2 separate regions of the Mus musculus genome follow, and region 1 is linked to region 2. Evidence: chromatin contacts called from public ChIA-PET data. All regions are on one chromosome and are shown on one strand. Each heading gives the region's core, a stretch centred on a gene start, on an enhancer-like site or on the middle of the called end of the contact. The rest is flanking DNA. Distances are from core to core; before and after follow the strand shown. Region 1 holds the start of Atp5b (ATP synthase, H+ transporting mitochondrial F1 complex, beta subunit). Region 2 holds the start of Gdf11 (growth differentiation factor 11).

Region 1 (4,829 bases), core at 1,651-4,150, 810 kb before region 2:
AAGGGCTGGAGAGATGTCTTAATGGGAAAGGGCACTGGCTATTCTTTCAAAGGACCTAGATTCTATTCCCAGTGCACAGAGGAGACTCACAACTGTCTGTAACTTCAGGAAGATTTAAATGTCTTCTTCTGGCCTCTGAGGGTAGCACACATCCACATGATGCATAAATATACATGAAGGCTAAACAGCCATATACATTTATATAAAGAAACAAACAGGGGCTGAAGAGATGGCTCAGAGGTTAAGAGCAGTGGCTACTCTTTCAGAGGTCCTGAGTTCGATTCCCAGAAACCACATGGTGGCTAATAACTGTAATCTGTAATGGGATCTGGTGCCCTCTTCTGGCCTGCAGGATACATGAAGGCAGAATGCTGTATACATAATAAATAAATGTTTAAAAGAAAAGAAACAAGGTGGAGAGTGACTGAAGATGACCAGAAACCATCCTCTGCATTCCAGCACAACACTTTGTTTGTTTGTTTTTGTTTTTCTTGTTTTTCGAGACAGGGTTTCTCTGTATAGCCCTGGCTCTCCTGGAACTCACTTTGTAGACCAGGCTGGCCTCGAACTCAGAAATCTGCCTGCCTCTGCCTCTCGAGTGCTGAGATTAAAGGCATGCAACATCACGCCTGGCTTGTTTTTTAATTTTGTTTTGTTGGTTTATTGTTGTTGTTGTTTTGAGATTTTTTTGTTTTGTTTGGTTTTGTTTGGTTTGGGTTGTTGTTGTTTTGTTTTTTTGTTTGTTTGTTTGTTTGTTTTGTTTTGAGACAGGGTTTCTCTGTATAGTCCTAGCTGTCCTGGAACTCATTTTGTAGACCAAGCTGGCCTCAAACTCAGAAATCCACCTGCCTCTGCCTCTCAAGTGCTGGGATTACAGGCGTGCACCACCGCTGCCTGGCTATCACCCTGACTCTTTTTGTTTGTTTGTTTGGTTTTCTTTTTGTTTTATACAGGGTTTCTCTGTATAGCCCTGGCTGTCCTGGAACTCACTTTGTAGACCAGGCTGGCCTCGAACTCAGAAATCTGCTAGGATTAAAGGCGTGTGCTACCATGCCTGGCTATCACCCTGATTCTTGATTCATGTTGATTTGTATAAGTCAGTGATTTGCCTGTATTCATTGTTTGCCTGGTGCCTGTGAGGACAGAGGGCACAGGAGTGCTGTGTTTCTAGAGGCCAGGAGATGGTGTTGGATCCCTGGAATTATAGGCAGTTGCCAGCTGCACAATGTGCATACTGGGAACTGAGCTCCAGTCCTCTGTGAGAGCAGTGCATGGTTTTATCCACTGAGACGTCTCACCAGACAGCCTCTTGACTCTCTGCATTACATCCTCCGATCCTCTTATTACCCTTCAGCCCCATATTTCTTTCTTCTACTTGCTAATCATATGCTGACATTCTTTTTGGTTCTTTTCTGTCTGAATTTTATGATTTTTTTTTTTACTTATTGCCACGCAGTGTTATCCAGTAGGCTGGCCTCCAACTCATTGTGTAGCCCAGGATGATTTTAAACTCCTGCCTCCCCCTCTCTAGTGCTGGTGTCACAGAAGTGCAACATCTTGTCCTGCATTGGGCTCTTCCTTACTTAGCAAGGTTATTAGATGTTATCTTAAGAATGGGGAGGCTGAGTCCAAGGCATGCCTGAACCACAGCAAGACTGTTTCAATAACACATGCATGTAATTGCTGAGGAGGATATGGGTGCGTTCCTTTGTTCCCCGCTACAGCCTTTGCCAGCTCTCCACTGTCAGACTGAGAACTTTTTTCATCATCATGCAGAAAAATGGGAAGTACTGGAGGATGCTAGGAAGTAAAAAGGTGCAATACTACAACTTTGTGTATCCTCATAGGAAGACCAAGGGCTTCCCTGTTAGAGCTCCACCCCATCCCCATTGTTGCTGGCAAGGATATCATTGATTCTGTGACTTTCCATCCTAGAGCAACACACACTTCTGGCCAGCCTCCACTTTCATTCAAAAGTCCTTTGAGACCTGGCATCATCTCCCTATAGGGTCGGATTTCGTTTTTTTTTTTTTTTTTTTTTTTTTTGCCTTATCTACAACCAAACCGAAGAAATGTGGTTTCAGGCAAAGGCTCGCTTAGCGTATTCTTCCTTTCTACTTTACTTTACGGATTTCTGCACACACATATCACAGCAAAGGTCTATTACTTCTGACCTTTCATTTTGTGTTTGAGACAGGGTCTCAAGGGGCTTCAGTTGGCTCCTGGAATCTTGAGCCTTCACCTGTCAAGTTCTGGAATTACAGGGTTCTGTCAGTACGTCTGCTTAGGGCAATTCTTTACATAAGTAGGTGACTCTAAATTACCCCTCGAGTGTTATAAATAAATAACCTTGTCTCCTCGATGCAGAACGTCTGTCGAAGGATGGGTCGCTTTAGTTTCTTTCGTTGCACGGATTTATATGATAAAGAGCCTCCAGGTTTCGGACCTGCTGGGCCGCCTGGAAACTTCCACCCTCACTACTGTCGAGGAAACCCCACGTTTTGGAGCCACAGAAGGTTCCTGACTTTCAGGACGCCGCCACTCAACCTTAGCGGCTGTCACCTAACTCAAGGTCCAAGGACAGTCAAAGACGGCCTAGTGCACAGGTTCAACGGAACCCCGCCCCTTTATTTCAACGTAGTTCCGCCAAAAACCTCTCCTACTGACGTTCCCATGGGCCAATTAGGTTTCGAGGCTTAGAGGGCGGCTCCTCCAATTAAAAAAGAGAATTTTCAGATTGGCACCAGTTTAGACCAATAGCTGATAAGCTCCGAGTTTTTTTACCCTATAGAAGCGTTAGTGGTGATGACGAACAGCAAAATCACCCAATTACTGTGCCTACGGCGGAGGTTGCCCCGCCCCAGCTGCAGGACCGGCGGAGAGGACCGCTTCGGCGCTCAGTCTCCACCCGGATTCCGCCATGTTGAGTCTTGTGGGGCGTGTGGCCTCGGCCTCGGCCTCCGGGGCCTTGCGGGGACTCAGCCCTTCGGCGGCTCTGCCACAGGCGCAGCTTCTACTGCGAGCTGCTCCCGCCGGGGTTCATCCTGGTAAGCGCCTTCCTGGAGGAGCTAGTTCGGTTCTTCTCCCCGTGACCTTGAGCTTGGGCCTATCGGATCCGTTCTCCATAAGGATTCCCGGGCAGCGGACTACTGTCCAGCCGAGGAGTGCAAGGACAGTCGCCCGTGGGAGCGTTGATATAACCAGCAGCGTCCCATTTTGTGAGGCTAGAGTGGCCGGCAGCTGCCTCGACCTTGAGGTTTTGAGGGGGATACCAAACTCGAGAATAATGGCGGTTCTGTGCACGAGGTCGGGAAAACAGTGCGGGTGGGTTCCCGATTGCAGCGTGCCCTTCTCCATGCCTCCTCCTATCTTGCAGGAGACTTAGTCTGGGCTCAGCTAACCTTCCCTCGGGGGATAAATCTGGGATTCGGGTGACCTTAAGCTGTCCTAACACCAACGCCTTCCAATACCTTTTTGTCTGCTAGCCAGAGACTATGCGGCGCAGGCGTCTGCGGCCCCGAAGGCAGGCACTGCCACCGGGCGAATCGTGGCAGTCATCGGCGCTGTGGTGGACGTCCAGTTCGATGAGGGATTACCACCCATCCTAAATGCCCTGGAAGTGCAAGGCAGGGACAGCAGACTGGTTTTGGAGGTGGCCCAGCATTTGGGTAAGTAGGACGTTTTAGAGGTGGGAAAGAGCTTGTTAGGCTTAAATAACACGAGATCGTGCCATCTCCATTCTGTGATGACTTTACCAAATGACTTTCGTTCTTCTGAGTTTGCTGAAGCCACACTCAGGTGCTGAGAGGGGAGGCCTGTTTGCTTTTGATCACCCTTCATTACATACTGTTAGGTTTTGGTGCTTATAACGTGTTAATGCTGATTGACAGGGGAGAGCACGGTCAGAACTATTGCTATGGATGGCACTGAAGGCTTGGTTAGAGGCCAGAAAGTACTGGATTCAGGGGCACCAATCAAAATTCCTGTTGGTCCTGAGACCTTGGGCAGAATCATGAATGTCATTGGAGAACCTATTGATGAGAGAGGTCCTATCAAAACCAAACAGTAAGTTTCTCTCACTGCATTTGTGAACATGGGAACCTTTTCTTGCAGTTGTACACATGGGGTAATAACTGGTAGTAAAGCAACATTTTCCTACAGTACTACTTCCATTTCTGTTGTATTCAGTTATTGAAAATGAAGATACAGAAGTTTGGATTGTTGAAAACTTGCTACATAGAACCCCCTGTTACTTTTTTTAAAGCTGTGTTACATTATGGATTCTCTAAAATTTACAGGTTTTTATTTTCTTATTGTTATATAAAGAAACTTTGTTATATTAAGTTCAGTAAAAGGAAAATATCAAAAAAGAGGATTATTTGTTCTTGAGACTTTTTTTTTTTGGTTTTTCGAGACAGGGTTTCTCTGTATAGCCCTGGCTGTCCTGGAGCTCACTCTGTAGACCAGGCTGGCCTCGAACTCAGAAATCTGCCCGCCTCTGCCTCCCAAGTGCTGGGATCAAAGGCGTGCGCCACCACGCCCGGCGAGACAATATTTTTTATTGCAGAGAGATGATGTTCTGTGACAGCTTAACTTGAACAAGATTAGACTTGACTGTTTGTGGTGGCCAGTGGCTTTTGAGCATGGTGCCTGGTTCTGACCCTTTCCTCCCTGAACCTTACAGATTTGCTCCTATTCATGCTGAGGCTCCTGAGTTCATAGAGATGAGTGTTGAGCAGGAGATTCTGGTGACTGGGATAAAGGTTGTGGATCTGCTGGCCCCATACGCCAAGGGTGGGAAAATCGGTACGTTGGTTTTTGGTCCGTGT
Region 2 (5,524 bases), core at 1,628-4,127:
AGGTAAAGCTATGGAGCTCTGGTGGGGAGGGGAAGGGGCCACATCTGTGTTGGATTGATTTGGTTGGTGGCAGGCAGCAGGTCAGGTTTAGGAGGCGGTGCTGGTGGGGGAGAGAGGTCACTGCACTATTTTCAGCAAAGGCCCAACCCCCTCTCTGCCTACAGCCTCCACCCCACCACACACCCTCTCCCAACTCAGGCTGGATGGCCCAGGGGCAGGAGGTTGGGCGAGAGGGCAGGGGCCTCTTAGCGTGCACAGGAGAGACAAACTGAGGGGCAGGGCTTGGCTCCTAGAAGAGCAGGGGGCTGGGTTCCCAGGGATGAAGGCTGGGGTGGGAGAGTGAGAGGGTAGAGGGAACTAGGGCAGGCCGAACAGCCTAGGAAAGGTGGGGGCTGGGGTCCGGGGTTGGCTGGGGGAGGGGAGGCAGGGGGAGGGGAGCAGAGGCCATCTCTGCTGACAAACACCTCCCCCGATTAGCAGAGCACAAGTCTCTTATTAAAGCGGGTCCCTGGGGATTAGACTATAAAAGTCTCTTTTTCCTTTTCCCCCCTCTCCTCTCTCCCTCCCCTCCCCTCTACTCCCCCTCCCTCTCTTAAGGTCGCAGCTAGACTCTTAAAGGGGAAGTACAATACCTGGTTTGAAACCCAGTTCCTGGGTTACCTAAGTCCTGGAGTGGCACTAAAATGGAAGTCAGGGTGAGACCCAACTTCATCTACTGGTACAATCCCACCCCCAGGCTTAATGGCTACTGCCCAATTTGTGCATTCAGAGTCCCTTCACTTCCTGCTGCTCTCCACTACCAGAGTTAATTCTGGACTCAAGCCTTCTGGTTACAGGAGGCTAGGGATAGTGAAGGCAATGGGAAGCCTGCAGCTGGGTCACTCACCCTGGAAATACACACTTTACATCACACAGAGCAGAGTATCTTTTCTCTATATATCCTGCATCTTCCAGAAAATTTTGTCATTCATTATTTCCCTACAACTGTTTTCTAGAATCTTTTCCCTATCCCTGCCCTTAGTCAATCAAAGACTGACCCTGGTTTCCAAAAGTAGAAGCAATAAGAACAAGGGAGCCTGAGAACCCAAGATCAGATCTCTGTGCACACACACACACACACACACACACACACACACTCACACACATACACATACACATACACACGAGAGAGAGAGAGAGAGAGAGAGAGAGAGAGAGAGAGAGAGAGAGAGAGAGAGAGAGAGAGAGAGAGTTTCCTGACTCTGAGTTTTCTTTACAATCCTAACCAAGTTGGAGTTGAATTCTGCAGAAACTGGGTGGCAAGTGCCAGGCTCTCAACCTTCCAAATGCACACCTGGGTTCCTGTACCTCTACCATGGGGGTGGGCCACTAGGATTTCCCGCAACCCCCAGCTTTTTATGACCCATCTGCCAATAAACCAGCCCCCCCTTCTGTTCAGAGCCATAAAACCAAAGGAGGGGGGGCTTGCCAAACCACTAGGGAATAGAGAAAGCCTGGTTCCCTGGAGTTGGGGGGGGGGGGGACTACAGTCAGTGGGGGAGGGGAAAGGGAGTCACCTGACCCTAGGGAGAGAAGGCAGTGGGGGCGGTAGTATTGGCCTGGATTTTCCAGGCCATAAAATTTCAAAGCCGCTCCTGTCTATCAGAGTGTTCATCCTCCGTTTGGCCAGGGGCTCGGATGCCTGGGTTCTCCCATCCCCCTCATCTAGTTCTTTCTCCCTGGGTCTTCTTTGGCTCCAGCTGTGGGTAGGACAGGGAGTGAGCACGCTAAGATGAGAGTAACCAAATGATACTCGTTAAGTGGCAAGCGCAGTGGAGTTGAGTTATTTGAGCTCTTTCGGTACCAGGAAGGAACAGCTCTTCTAGGTCCTAGGGGATACCCAGTGCGAGATCAGGTGCAGAAAGGAGAGGTGTCAGCTGAGTTGCTGAGACGTACACCGGGTTTGGGTCCTATGCCATGGCCTTAGAGGAACACTTAGTTTTTCCGAAAGCCGGTGGGCGCCTTCCGGAGCACCGGGCAAGGAGTTGATGCTGGTGCCAGAGCAGTGGGAAGATGGCACTGCGGCCCAGCTGAGACTGCACGGGTCACGGAAGCTCCCCACCTAACGCTCCAGAAAAGTCACTGTAGGGTGCCAGTTTCTAGGACTACTTCAACTTGAATCTTTTTCTCACAAGGGATGGAAAGCAATAGCTCACAACCTGCCTGGTTTGGCCCCCCTCCCCCAACGCGCCATCCTCCACCCCCCCACCCTAGAACGGGGCGTGCACTCAACTCCGCTGCCCATCTTCTCCGCTCAAAAAGTTGTGTGGAGTGGCCCGGCTCCCCAATCCGTCAAGTTTTCGCAGAAAGGGCTTCCGGGTCCTTCCCGGACTGCACCGCACCGCGCGCACCCCGCAGCCCACTTACTCTCCTGGGCCATGCTTATGACCGTCTCGGTGGTAGCGTGGTACTCGTCCTCTTCCAAGAAGTCCTCAGGCTGCAGCGCGTCGCCTTGGAAGTCGTGCAGATCCAGGATCTGCTGCAGCGGCGGCGCCTTGGGCAGCAGCTGCTTCACTACCTCCCGGCTGATGTTGGGCGCCTCCTTGAGCCGCAGTTTGCTCAGGATCTGCGACTTGATGCTCTCTAGGCGCAGCTCGCGGCTGTGCTGCCGCCACACGCACACGGGGCAGCCGTCCGGCTCCGGCGGAGCGGACGGGGCCGGCCGGCTCGAGCGCTCCCCCCCGACCCCGGCCGCCGCCGCCGCTGCCGCCGCCGCCGCCGCGGGGCCCTCGGCCGCCTCCCCCCGGGGCCGCAGCTCCAGGGCGAGGAGCAGGAAGCCCAGCAGCAGCGGGGCCGCGAGCACCATGCTGCAGGGGAGGGGAGGACTGGGGGGCGGGGACGCCGGAGTCCCGCGGGGAGGGGGCGGAGGGAAGAGGGAGGAGGAGGGGGTCCGGGCGGCGCGGGATTGGGGGCTGCCCGGCCGAGGGGGGGCCGGGGGCCGGGGGCGGCGGGCGCACGGGCGGGGCGGGCGGGCGGCCGGGGCGGGCAGCTGGGGGGGCCCAAGCCCGGGCCGGGCCCTTTATAGCCCCGGCCCCCGTGTCGTCAGCGGCCGCGATTGGCTGCGGAGCCAACAAAAGAGGTAGCGCTGTCATCCGAGGCGAGAGAGGGAGCCGGAGAGAACCGAGGAAAAGAGAGAGAGAGAGAGAGAGAGAGAGAGAGAGAGAGAGAGAGAGAACACGAGCGAGCACGGGTCCAGAGAAAGATGAAGAGACCGAAAGATGAGGGGGAGGGGGGGAGAGGCCGTGAGGGACCGAGTCAGAGAGATCGGGGACAGACGGAGCGGTGGGTAGGGGTTGGGGGTGGGGGAAGAGGCAGATCCAAAGATACCCAGATAGGAAGGGAAGAGGGAGAGACAAAAGAGAGAAAAGAAGTCACAGAAGGGAGAGACTTAGCTAGAGAGCAAGAGCGAAGACTGAAGACGACCAGAAAAACTAGTGGGACAGTTAAGAGTGGAGAGAGTCAAAGACAAAGGTAGAGCGCAAAGAGGGGTGGCTAACCGAATTCTACGGAGTCGAACAGGAGAGAGCAGGAGAGGTGGGCAAGAGAACGGATGGGTCAGAGGGAGCTGATGGTACCCTGCGCAAGAGGGAGAGGCAGAGACAGGGGATACCTTGGAGGTAGCAACCCCTGAGGAGGCAGGTGCAGAGAAAAGACCAGGGGAGGAAGTAACACACACAAGTCAGCCTTGGTTGGAGCGCAAAGAGACACCCAAGGGGAAGAGGTGGAGATGTGAAGAATAGCCTCAGCTACCAGAGGTAGCCCAGGATGTTTAAAGAACCCATAAAATGGAACATCAGGCTGATTTATCACAGGGATGAAGGCGGTCAGGAGAGGAAGAGGCCAGGGACAAGCTGAGAAGTTGACAAGTACTGAGCCCGGAAGAAAACTATCTAGGAGGCCTGTGATCTTGAGATTGAGGTTTAATAGAACAAAGAGAGTGATCGTGATCGGGCTGGAAAGGGTGGGAGCCATGAGGGGAAGAGCCAGATGAGGGATGAGGTAGGGCTTGAAAGTGGTGCTTGGCGAGGAATCTGGACCCTCTCTCTGGGTTCCTAGCTACGTCTTTGTGTTTGTAAGGTCTTACATGTCTGAGAAAGCTTGAAGTTTTAGGCGTAAGGGTAAGAGCAGGGTCTATACTCAGATGTCTAATGTGGAGATAGCAAACCCCAAGGGGAGCCACTCTGGAATGGGACCAGCCATGGTCTTCAGGTGTGGTCCTAAGCGCAGCCAGACAGCTCAGTACACGAGGAAGACAGTGTACAGGTGTGCTCAGCCACTACTGCTGGTTCCCTCTTCCCAGGTCTCTGTTTCTCTTTTTCCCCCTCTTCCCCTCCCCTAAACCCTTTCTTCTCCTTTTCCTCTATCCTCTGAGACAGAGTCTCAGATGCATCCCAGGCTGGCCTCAAACTCAGTTATCCTCCTGCCTCAGCCTCCAGAGAGCTCTCTGTATAAGCATGCCTTGACCCATGTCTCTGAAGATCCCTTGGCAAACTGAAAATGTTAGGGGGTTGAGATTTGCTCTTCCAGTGTCTCGCGCAGTGTTCACTGAACAAAATGTATAAATGTCAGTAGGAAGGCCCTGTCTCAAAAAAATATATAGATAAATGTAAAATGTATAGACCTCACTATTGGGATTCTTGGACCAAGTAGAAGGTTTTTGGTTTCCTCTCTGGAATTAAACCCTAATTAAAATATATATATATATATGTTAAAGTTAGTTAGGCATAAACAAAAGAACAGAATTGGGTTTGGGAGCTGGAGTGGAATGAGGGTAACTATTGGGGTTCAGCTGTGAGGGAGAAGCAGGGTAGGTGAGAAGCTCTGAATACATGACCTATTCCTATTTAGAACAGGGACTTAGGGATGGAGAGATGGCTCAGCAGTTAAGAGCACTGACTGCTCTTCCAGAGGTCCTGAGTTCAAATCCCAGCAACTACATGGTGACTTACAACCATCTGTAAAGAGATCTGATGCCCTCTTCTGGTGTGTCTGAAGACAGCTACAGTGTACTTATATATAATAAACATAATAAATATTAAAAAAGAAAAAAGAAGAAGAACAGGGACTGAATGGAACACAATCCAGAAACTTCTCATTACTCCCTTGCTTTGGACCAAAACATGGGAGTGTCGATAACTTACCAAGTTTTTCTCTCCCTCTCTCTGTGTTCTCTTCCCTGTACCTTGAATTGGGTGTGGGGTGAGGTAGAACCAAGGGGCTGTGCATACAAAGCAAGAACTCTTCCACTGAGCAATCATCAAGTTTCTTTATCTATAAATGGAGACCATAATTTCTACCTTCAACTAGTTGTGAGGATTACCTCGGAGCCGGCCAAGAGTGTCAGGGAGTCAGGGCTTCTTCTTCAGGATCCTCTTTTGTCCCTTTCTGATCCCTCAGAGCCCTGATTGTTCTTACCGCATACTCTGCTGCGTTCCCATTTTTCAAACCTATTACTTTGATGTTATTTTCTTCAGGAAACAAACCA

What was found. ChIA-PET counts read pairs in DNA pulled down with a chosen protein or histone mark.
Region 1: a contact with region 2 is called in an RNA polymerase II ChIA-PET map of memory CD8 T cells, with 17 read pairs. The contact joins the promoter of Atp5b here to the promoter of Gdf11 in region 2. A contact is called at or near these places in 1 of 39 promoter capture datasets (pre-B cells), 2 of 115 datasets of contacts at active chromatin or transcription factors (memory CD8 T cells and pancreatic cancer cells) and 1 of 9 other capture datasets (liver).

Annotation. Positions count from the first base shown.
Region 1 is chr10:128,080,407-128,085,235 of GRCm38.p6, forward strand. Atp5b (ATP synthase, H+ transporting mitochondrial F1 complex, beta subunit) reads left to right here and starts at 2,901. Exons shown (of 10, transcript NM_016774.3): 1 at 2,901-3,047; 2 at 3,486-3,668; 3 at 3,891-4,065; 4 at 4,685-4,806. The coding sequence starts at 2,921. Snord59a (a small nucleolar RNA gene) reads left to right here and starts at 3,736; the gene lies at 3,736-3,810.
Region 2 is chr10:128,888,841-128,894,364 of GRCm38.p6, forward strand. It overlaps Gdf11 (growth differentiation factor 11), which reads right to left and starts at 2,878. Exons shown (of 3, transcript NM_010272.2): 1 at 2,407-2,878. The coding sequence starts at 2,845.